3 separate regions of the Mus musculus genome follow, and regions 1 and 3 are each linked to region 2. The links are chromatin contacts, called in public ChIA-PET and promoter capture Hi-C maps. All regions are on one chromosome and are shown on one strand. The core of a region is the stretch at or near the end of the contact, and the rest is flanking DNA. Distances in the headings are between cores, read along the strand shown. Region 1 holds the start of Kcnf1 (potassium voltage-gated channel, subfamily F, member 1). Region 2 holds the start of Nol10 (nucleolar protein 10). Region 3 has its middle 34 kb from the start of Odc1.

Evidence for each region. ChIA-PET counts read pairs in DNA pulled down with a chosen protein or histone mark. Capture Hi-C pulls out chosen DNA fragments and counts their contacts.
Region 1: a promoter capture Hi-C map of pancreatic islet shows a contact between it and region 2. The contact joins the promoter of Kcnf1 here to the promoter of Nol10 in region 2. A contact is called at or near these places in 3 of 39 promoter capture datasets (embryonic stem cells, hippocampal neurons and stem cell-derived epiblast-like cells), 1 of 484 Hi-C or Micro-C datasets (embryonic stem cells) and 2 of 9 other capture datasets (liver and pancreatic islet).
Region 3: an RNA polymerase II ChIA-PET map of effector CD8 T cells shows a contact between it and region 2, with 10 read pairs. The contact joins the enhancer-like site here to the promoter of Nol10 in region 2. A contact is called at or near these places in 1 of 39 promoter capture datasets (liver), 2 of 484 Hi-C or Micro-C datasets (muscle stem cells and nephron progenitors), 2 of 115 datasets of contacts at active chromatin or transcription factors (effector CD8 T cells and memory CD8 T cells) and 3 of 9 other capture datasets (adipose tissue, embryonic stem cells and liver).

What each region holds. Positions count from the first base shown.
Region 1 is chr12:17,175,415-17,178,174 of GRCm38.p6, reverse strand. It overlaps Kcnf1 (potassium voltage-gated channel, subfamily F, member 1), which reads left to right and starts at 1,287. Exons shown (of 1, transcript NM_201531.4): 1 at 1,287-2,760. The coding sequence starts at 1,957.
Region 2 is chr12:17,347,199-17,350,289 of GRCm38.p6, reverse strand. It overlaps Nol10 (nucleolar protein 10), which reads right to left and starts at 1,797. Exons shown (of 21, transcript NM_001008421.1): 1 at 1,671-1,797. The coding sequence starts at 1,736. Gm46336 (a long non-coding RNA gene) reads left to right here and starts at 1,888. Exons shown (of 2, transcript XR_001780553.2): 1 at 1,888-2,008.
Region 3 is chr12:17,509,676-17,512,556 of GRCm38.p6, reverse strand. No RefSeq gene overlaps it. Among named protein-coding and RNA genes, the nearest start is that of Odc1, 34 kb to the left of the region's middle. Within about 2 kb of position 1,411, at least 97 of the 459 cell types and tissues checked have an H3K27ac peak or open chromatin away from gene starts, as enhancers often do. A contact at or near this core is called in effector CD8 T cells, memory CD8 T cells and muscle stem cells, where this site is marked.

The sequences.
Region 1 (2,760 bases), core at 38-2,537, 170 kb after region 2:
CTATTCAGAGTAACACACCATGGAGAGGTGCTAAATGGAAATAAAATCAAAATTGTTAAAATATTTCCCTAATAAAAATTTGTGTACTGTATTCTACTGCATCTGACTTTTATATCACCCCATTAAAGAAAATACTGCTAGTGGCCCAGTATACCAGTTTCATGATTCATAAACAGGCATGGTCTTGAGCGGCTAAGAAATCCAGCTTACAGAACACATTTTAATGGTCTTTTTCAACAAGCAGTTTTAGAGTCACAGAAAATTTGTACAGAAAAATGCAGTTTCCCAGACCCTTGTCTCTACAGCTTCCCCCACAATCAGTACCCCCTCCCTCTACTGTCAACATCCCTGTAGGAGTGAAATGCTTGTCACAGTGGAGGAAATTCCAGGAATGGAGCATCTGTCATTACCCACATGGCCAAAGTGTCCTTTAGGACCCCCTCTTGCTTTTGTGCATCCTGTGGGTTTTGACAAGTGTGAATGACATGTTTGCCACCACACAATCAAACAGAATAGCTTAACTGTCCTATTCACCCCTCTTACTGGCTCTTCCTGTTCATCTCTCCAACTGTGTGTGTGTGTGTGTGTGTGTGTGTGTGTGTGTGTGTGTGTCAGTGTGTGTGTGTATGAGAGAATCCCTAGCCTAGGATAGCTTCCACCTCTAGAGGATAACCTTGAACTTCTGACCTTGCCCTCCTTTCCTAAGTGAGGGAAAGCTTGGATCATAGACCTCACCCCCACCTCACCCCCACCCCCACATCCCAAGCCCAGTTTATGTGGTACGGGATAACAAACACAGGGCCTTATGCATGCTAGGCAAAGGACTCTACCAAACTGAGCTACATCTCGGCCCAGCTTATGTTTTTAAATCCAATTCCAGGCCATAGCTAGATCCAGGGTTGATAACCCCGATGGTCAAGAACCTGGATTTGAACCAGAGATGTTCTCTGCCTCAGGAAAGATGAGAGGGAATATAGGGGCATCCAACTGGAAGAACTGATTTCTCTCAAAGTAGAGGGGGTTATGGGCACAGGGGTCATAGGAATCCAAGGCTCTGGGAGCTAATGGTGATGATGTTGTCCTGCTGGAAGCTAGCAGCTAGGCTAGCAGGAGAACCCTGGGTGAAGTGATGGCTAAGCTTTCCTCCCTTTTCATCTTGTGACCTGAAGCAATTTCCTCTTTATTGTGAAGGCTGGGACAAGTTGTGGTACAAGGTCACACCACCACCAGCAGGGCAGTGCTTAGGAGTGTCAAGGACTTATCCAGGGCCTACCGAAGCCTAGGACAGAAGGAGTGTGCCCAAGGAGTGCGCGGCTGCCCCTTGAGGGACTTGGTAAGCAACAGAGGTTCTCTTTCCTCTCTCACCTAGCTGGGCAGGAGGGATTTGGCAGCCTGAGCCGGGCTGGCCTTAAAGCTCTGGATCTTAACCTCTGAGCCCTCAGACTCAGCGGGTGGCGCCGGTGGCAGGGCGGCGGCAGCTGTGCAGGTCTGCCCAAGGGTTAACTCATTCCTGGGCAGCTGCAGCGCGTGCGGTGCGAAATCTCACCAGAAGAGGGTACAGTAGCAAAGCGTTTGACGTCAGGCTGGAATTCCTATTGTGTTTCGGACCCGCTCCGGCAAAGCCACTCCAAGTTAGCTCTCTATACAGCCCGGATCGCGCAGCTCTCGGGCTGACCCACCTCTGCCGCTCAACCGGGGAAGGAGGACGCTGCCTACGAGAAGAACCAAGTCCTGTCCCGGACCGAGCTGAAGGAGCCCGTGGGTGAGTGTCACCGGAGGCCACCGGCCGCAGAGTCCCCCGCCAGCGCTCCTGGATGCCCGCGTGCAGCCCCGCCACTGGGTGCATGGCTCCCTTGCGGCGCGCCCCAGCCTGCCTCCGCCCGCTGTGAGTGCCTTTTCCGGCAGGTGGTTGTTGTCCCCTAGGGCCTCGCATTGGCAGCGGCTGCGGCAGGGCTCATGGAACCGGGGCTTGCAAGCGAACCCGCGGGGAGCATGGACGCATCTGCTGAGCAAAGCCTCCCGGAGCCAGGCAGCCAGGACTCCGTGGCAGGCGAAGACATTGAGATCGTGGTAAATGTGGGGGGCGTGCGGCAGGTGCTCTACGGAGACCTGCTCAGCCAGTACCCTGAGACCCGGTTGGCAGAGCTCATCAACTGTTTGGCGGGGGGCTACGACACCATCTTCTCTCTGTGCGACGATTACGATCCGGGCAAGCGCGAATTCTACTTTGACCGGGACCCAGACGCGTTCAAGTGTGTCATTGAGGTATACTATTTCGGGGAGGTCCACATGAAGAAGGGCATTTGCCCCATCTGCTTCAAGAACGAGATGGACTTCTGGAAGGTGGACCTCAAATTCCTGGATGACTGTTGCAAGAGCCATCTGAGCGAGAAGCGCGAGGAGCTGGAGGAGATCGCGCGCAGGGTGCAGCTCATCTTGGACGACCTGGGTGTTGACGCTGCTGAGGGCCGCTGGCGCCGCTGCCAGAAGTGTGTCTGGAAGTTCCTAGAGAAGCCGGAGTCTTCATGCCCTGCGCGGGTGGTGGCGGTTCTATCCTTCCTGCTCATCCTTGTCTCCTCCGTGGTCATGTGCATGGGTACCATACCCGAGCTGCAAGTGGTGGACTCCGAAGGCAACCGCGTGGAGCACCCAACGCTGGAGAACGTAGAGACGGCTTGCATCGGCTGGTTCACTCTGGAGTACCTGCTGCGCCTCTTCTCATCGCCCAACAAGCTTCACTTTGCCCTGTCCTTCATGAAC
Region 2 (3,091 bases), core at 548-3,047:
AGGGCATCAGATCCCAGAATAAAGTATTTCCACCCACCATGTGGTTGCTGGGAATTGAACTCAGGATCTCTGGAAGAAGAGAAAGTGCTCTTAACCACTTCCCAGCTTTTTTTTAAGACTAATTTATTTTATATATGTGAGTACATTGTTGTTGTCTTCAGACACACCAGAAGCATCAGATCATATCAGAGACCGTTGCGAGCCACCATGTGTTTGCTAGGAATTGAACTCAGGACCTCTGGAAGAGTAGTCAGTAATCTAAGTGCTGAGCCATCTCTCCAGCCCTCATATTCTGGACTTTCTAAAAAATATATTTACATATACTAAACAATTTTAAAGCATCTGTTTTACAAAGAATTATAAAAGCATAAAATTAATCCATCTAAGCTAAGATAATGCAAACTCTTGAAATGATGGGTTTTAATTTCTATATGGAGTGAGTGCACCCAATGTGTGTGCATATTCCTGTGTTAAGATAGAGTCACACAATGTAAGCTCTGTCGCCCAGGCTGAACACAAGCTCACAAATGTCCTGTCTCAGCGCCCTAAGCACTGGGATTATAAACGTGTCTCTTTGCCAGCCAAATGTATTTCTTACAAAGAATAGAAACAGACCTATGACTGGCCTAATAGACGACCCTGGATAAGAAGTGGTTTTTACCAGCACATTCACTGGAAGCTGATTTTCTTCTACAGGCAACAGTTGAATGAACAGCAACCAAAGCACTAGTCAGTTATCGTGACACTGAGTGGCTGGGTCTCTACCGGGACAATTTTGCTTCCCAGATGGCTTATGGCAAGTCTTTACATTTTAGTCTGTCATCACAATTGGATCTTGTAGGTATGGACCAGGGATGCTGGCAAACAACACTAGCAACAAGACTTGTCCAGCTTAAAACGTCAATAAATTTGAGGTTAAATGCCCCCAATAGAAAAAAAAATCCTTTCTAAAAGGGAAAAGTCAATGTACTATTCTTACTAGTTATGGCAAAATAATCTCTAAACATGTGAACTCACCTCCCTAGACCCTAAGTATACACCAAGGCAGTCTGCATTTGGAACAGGATGAGACTTTAAACAGACTAAGGGTGAGCCACAGTCCTCCTCTCTGCAGTCTGTGACTGTATTGCTCTGACTGTTTTCAGGCAATAAGGTTTTTAATTAAAGCACGTGAGAGTAGTTTCTAAACAGTTAGCACGTTCTTACACGTGAACCCAATGCAGGCAAAACAACGGTCTTGTCTTAGGGTTTTTATAGTGTGATAAAATACCATGACCAAACGCATCTTGGGGAGAAAAGAGTTTATTTCAGCCACACTTCTACATCACGGTCCATCACTGAAGAAACTCAAACAGGGCAAGAACCTGGAGGCAGGTGTTTATGCAAAAGCCATGGAGCAGTACTGTTTACTGGCTTGCTGGGCCTGCTTTCTTATAGAACCCAGAGCCATAGCCCAGGAACGGCACCACCAAGGGCTGAGCTCTTCCCCATCAATCATTAAGAAAGTGTCCTACAGCTAGATCTTATGGGGGCATTTTCTCAATTGAGATTCCCTCCTTCCAGTTAACTCTAGCTTGTGTCAAGTTGACATAAAACCAGCCACCACGGTCAGCCGATGGTAAGTTAGAGATACACGCTCCCAGGGCGATGGCGAGGGGGCGAGAACTCACCTCGGGAAGAGACTTGCCGCAGCTGAGGCTGTAAATCTTCACTTCGTTGAGGCTGGAGACCTGCATCGCAGCGCGGAGCAGCCGGAGCCCGGCACGCAGTCACAGAACGCCGGCCCACCCGAATACCCTAGCATCCAAACCCGAGGCGAACCGGCACAACGTGCGGGAACTGGCGCGAGCTGATGACGCACTTCCTGGCTCCGGAAGTGCGCGCTCACTAGGCTGCCCCAGGGCGGAGGCACTAGAGGCGGCAAGAGCGGGTCCGGGGAGATGTGCTCTGGGGTTGGAAAAAGCGAAAATGAAAAGAAAAATCGTACGAGAAAGCATGAGATGGGGAAGTGAGTTTGAACCTGATATCGTTTGAGACTAGAATGTGACAGTTATAACCACTTACCATTTTTAGGAAGTTCTGTTGTCCACATCAGAGGCCTTGGGATGACTTTCTAACAGCAGAGGACCCTCGCCAGTCTTTCTCTATATCCTCTTCCAAACACATTATGAAAAGACGAGTCTGGGAAAGAGAGAATGGTTAAGTAATGCTTTCTCCAAAGTCATGTGAAACCACTATCAAACCCTGGCTCCAGTCGACTCTTTGATAGGCACTTACGCTCTCATAGTCAGGGTCCACTCAAGCCCTCTCGGCAACTACGGTCGGGTGCTTTCATCTTCATTTGCCCCTGGGCCATGGCTCACTAGTTCCTGCTGGCTTTGCAAAGGCTTGTACTCTGGTGGAAGCCTTTTCTTTCTGAGCAGAGCGATCTGCTACAGAACTTTTCTGTGCTGTTTCTCTATCAAGTAGTGTTGGCACAGTCCCCGGACTCCCAGGTCTTAAGATGGTGCCATGTAGACACCACTCAGACCACCTTGTGCTGAGTTGCAGGTCCCTGTCAGCCCCTTAAAGTTCAAACAGCTGCTTCACTCCTTTCTGGGACGACTGATCTTTCCTCTGGGATCACCCATAGATGTGCTCAAGAATTTTTGACTTAGGTGATTGAAACAGTACCTTCTTGTGCTCGTATTCCAAATTAGACTGAGGAATTGCCAATTCCCAAGCGAGGCACAGTGACCCCCACCTAAAATTCTAGTGTCTAAAAGACTGAGACTGGAGAATTACCAAGGCCTGGATTACAGTCTCAACAAAAATAAATAAATAAATAAATGTATAAAGAGGTTAGAATCCCAAAACTTAGCGTGTAATATCTCAACTCAATCAAAAGTTATTTTGTGTCTTCAAAACTAGAAAATTCTCTGGCCTCCAGACCTTAGTTGTGATCTATTTATCACCACAATTGCCTGCCAGCACCATGACTGCCTACTTCTAAAACCAGCTTCCTTAATTCACTGTTCCACCATGCACTTTTTATTAGCTCAATGCTGTCTTCATAGTCACCTTGGCTAAATCTGTAGAGTAGCCCGTTTCT
Region 3 (2,881 bases), core at 162-2,661, 160 kb before region 2:
CCTCAATATGGGTGCTAGGGATGGAATTCAGGAAGAGCAGCCAGCACTCATGTGCTGTGGAGTCATTTGCTGTAGCACAAAATAACATCTGGATTAAAACATTATTTAGATTTGTTATTTTATATGTATAGTCAGAAGACAGTGTCAGGTCCCCTGGACTGTAGCTATGGATGGCTGTGATCTGCTCTGTGGATGCTGGATGCTGAACCTGCATCTTCTGGAAGAGCAGAAAGTGCTCTTAACTGCTGAGCCAATTTCTCTAGCCTCCAATGATTATATTTAAAAAACAAAAACCAAAAAAAAAAAAACTTACAAGACTAATGTCATGGGAAGAGAATGGAGAAATAAGTAGGAAAACCAACAAACAATAAAAAAAAGTCCAGCGCGTACAGCGAAATGTTTCATGAACCTAGTCTTTAAAAAAAAAGTATCCTGTCCGGCATGGTGGGATGTACTTTTAATCCCAGCACTTGGGAGGCAGAGGCAGGTGGATCTCTAAATTTGAGGCTAGCCTTGTCTTTATAGTGAGTCCCAGGATAGCCTGGGATACATGGAGAAGCCCTGTCTCAGAAAACTAAAAAGGAGTGTCCATTCATTTTTTTTAAAGATTTATTTGTTTTTATTTTATGTTCATTGGTGTTTTGCCTGCATGTATGATTGTAAAGGTATCAGATCTTCTGGAATTGGTAGTACAGCCAGCTGTGAACAGTCATGTGGGCACTAGGAATTGAAGCCCAGGTCCTCTGGAAGAGCAGCAGCCAGTGCTCTTAACTGCTGAGCCAACTCTCCAGTCCCAAGACCCATACATTTTCTAAAACAGGAGATTCATAGAGGTAACCGAGATATCTGAATGTTAGTTACTTCTCCTGCTGTTGTGTGGGACACCTGACAAGAAAAAGGGAAAAGAGCTTGTGCTGGTTCACAGTTTCAGGGAATACAGCCCATCATGGTTGAGAGGTCACAGAGCCAAGGGTCCCTCTCCACCCTCAGTCAGGAACAGAGAGAGTTGCCTGTGGTCTGCCCATTTCCCTTTTATTCAGACAGGGACCTGAGCCCATAGCATAGAGCTGCCCACATTCAGAATGGCTTCTTTCTGTCTCAATGTGCTTAACCTTAACACTCCCTTGCAAACCTGCCAGACCTTTGTTATCGAGGTCACTCTAGATCCTGACAAAGTGACAGTCGATATCAACCACCATAACAGGTTCTTATTTTTTATACTGTTTCTCGTAGTTTTCTGTGCTTTGTTGCTTTTTAAAATTCCTGCAACAGACTTGTGGTACGATCTATGGTCGTCAGGAGGAAAACCACACTCACACTTTAAAATTTCAAAGGTGACTGACTGGGTGTGGTGGCACATGACTTCAATCCCTGCATTTAGCAGGCAGAGGCAGAGGCAAGCAGATCTCTCTGAGTCAGAGGCAGCGACAGAAGTAAGCAGATCTTTGTGAGTCAGAGGTTAGCCTAGCCTACATCCTGAATTCCAGGCCAACTTGGGCTACATAGTAAGCCTGCTTCAATTAAAAATATATATGTATATACATACACTCTATGTCTATGTCTATGTCTATATCATCTATATCTATATCTAATCTATCAGTCCTATTTTTCTTTATGACAGTAGACAGGACTTGGGGGGTTTTCTTCCTGGCCTGCTGGAGTACAGCAAGGCTTGGCTCAGAGACTTCCCACACACAGGGACCAGGGACCAGAGACTAGGGACCAGGGACAGGGGACCAGGCCTCACTCTGGTGTGCATGGGAAATTATAGCTGTTCTCCAACTCAAGGCAGTGCCACCCAAAAGGAGGGTCTCATATCTTAGCCATTGAAGGAGTTTATTCGCTATCTTTATTCACTACCTAGTGGATGGCCTTGGGCAAGGATGGGCTTCTCTGGTTCTTAACCTCCTCCCTCCAGATGGAGAGAATGTCACCAGTTCTCTTCACCCACTTAGTTGTGTGGACAGACGGCTAAGAGCATAAGGCTGCTTGAGGAACCTCTCTATCAGGGCCCAACCCTAGCAATTTTTACCTCTCGGAGCCTGGCACTCTGAGCAACCCAATTGCAAAACAATTGTTATTCGCTGGAGCCCATCAAGTAACAATTACTGAGTCCTACTCACTTTCAAGGCCAACTCAGCGAGCTGTTACATCACTCCGCTTCCCCCCACACCCGCTGGGAAGCCTCTCCCGCCTGCAGGCTCTGACTCAAGGGATCACAATGAACACGGAGCTTGGAGAAAGGCCCCAGCTCTCGTGAGGCAAAGACGAGCCTTGGGCAGTACCCTGCCCCCAGGCTTGTCATATCCGGTGCAGAGCGGTTGGGATTTCGTCACTCAGCCTTGGGCTCTATTCCATAGGGGGACACCATGAAGCTGGGACTTTGCACAGTTAAGATGCCTGGCTCACACAAAACAGATCTGCCCCACGAAGGTCCCTCTCTTCCATGGCCCCTCAGTCCTTGTCTCCCCTTAACCACCTCTTCTGGCAACCCCTTGCTCCCCAGGGAGCATCAATTCAGTAGCCAGCCTTTCCTTTTCCATCTTCTGCATTCAGGTCCAGCTTCACCTCAGGGATCCTTGCTCCTCAGTGGGTCCAGCTGGCTGCTAGACAGGAGCACGTAGGTGCAGGTCCCACCAGGAGTGTCCCCTTAGCTATATCTGTAGCATCTGCACTTAACACAGAACAGGAAGAAGTCTCTCTCTCTCTCTCTCTCTCTCTCTCTCTCTCTCTCTCTCCTCTCTCTCTCTCTCTCTCCTCTTTCTTCCCCCCTCTCTTTCTTTTATGATTTTTTTGAGACAGGATTTCATTTCTCTATGTAACCCTGGCACTCTCTCTCTGTAGATTAGGCTGGCTTTGAACTCAGAGATCTTCTTGCTTC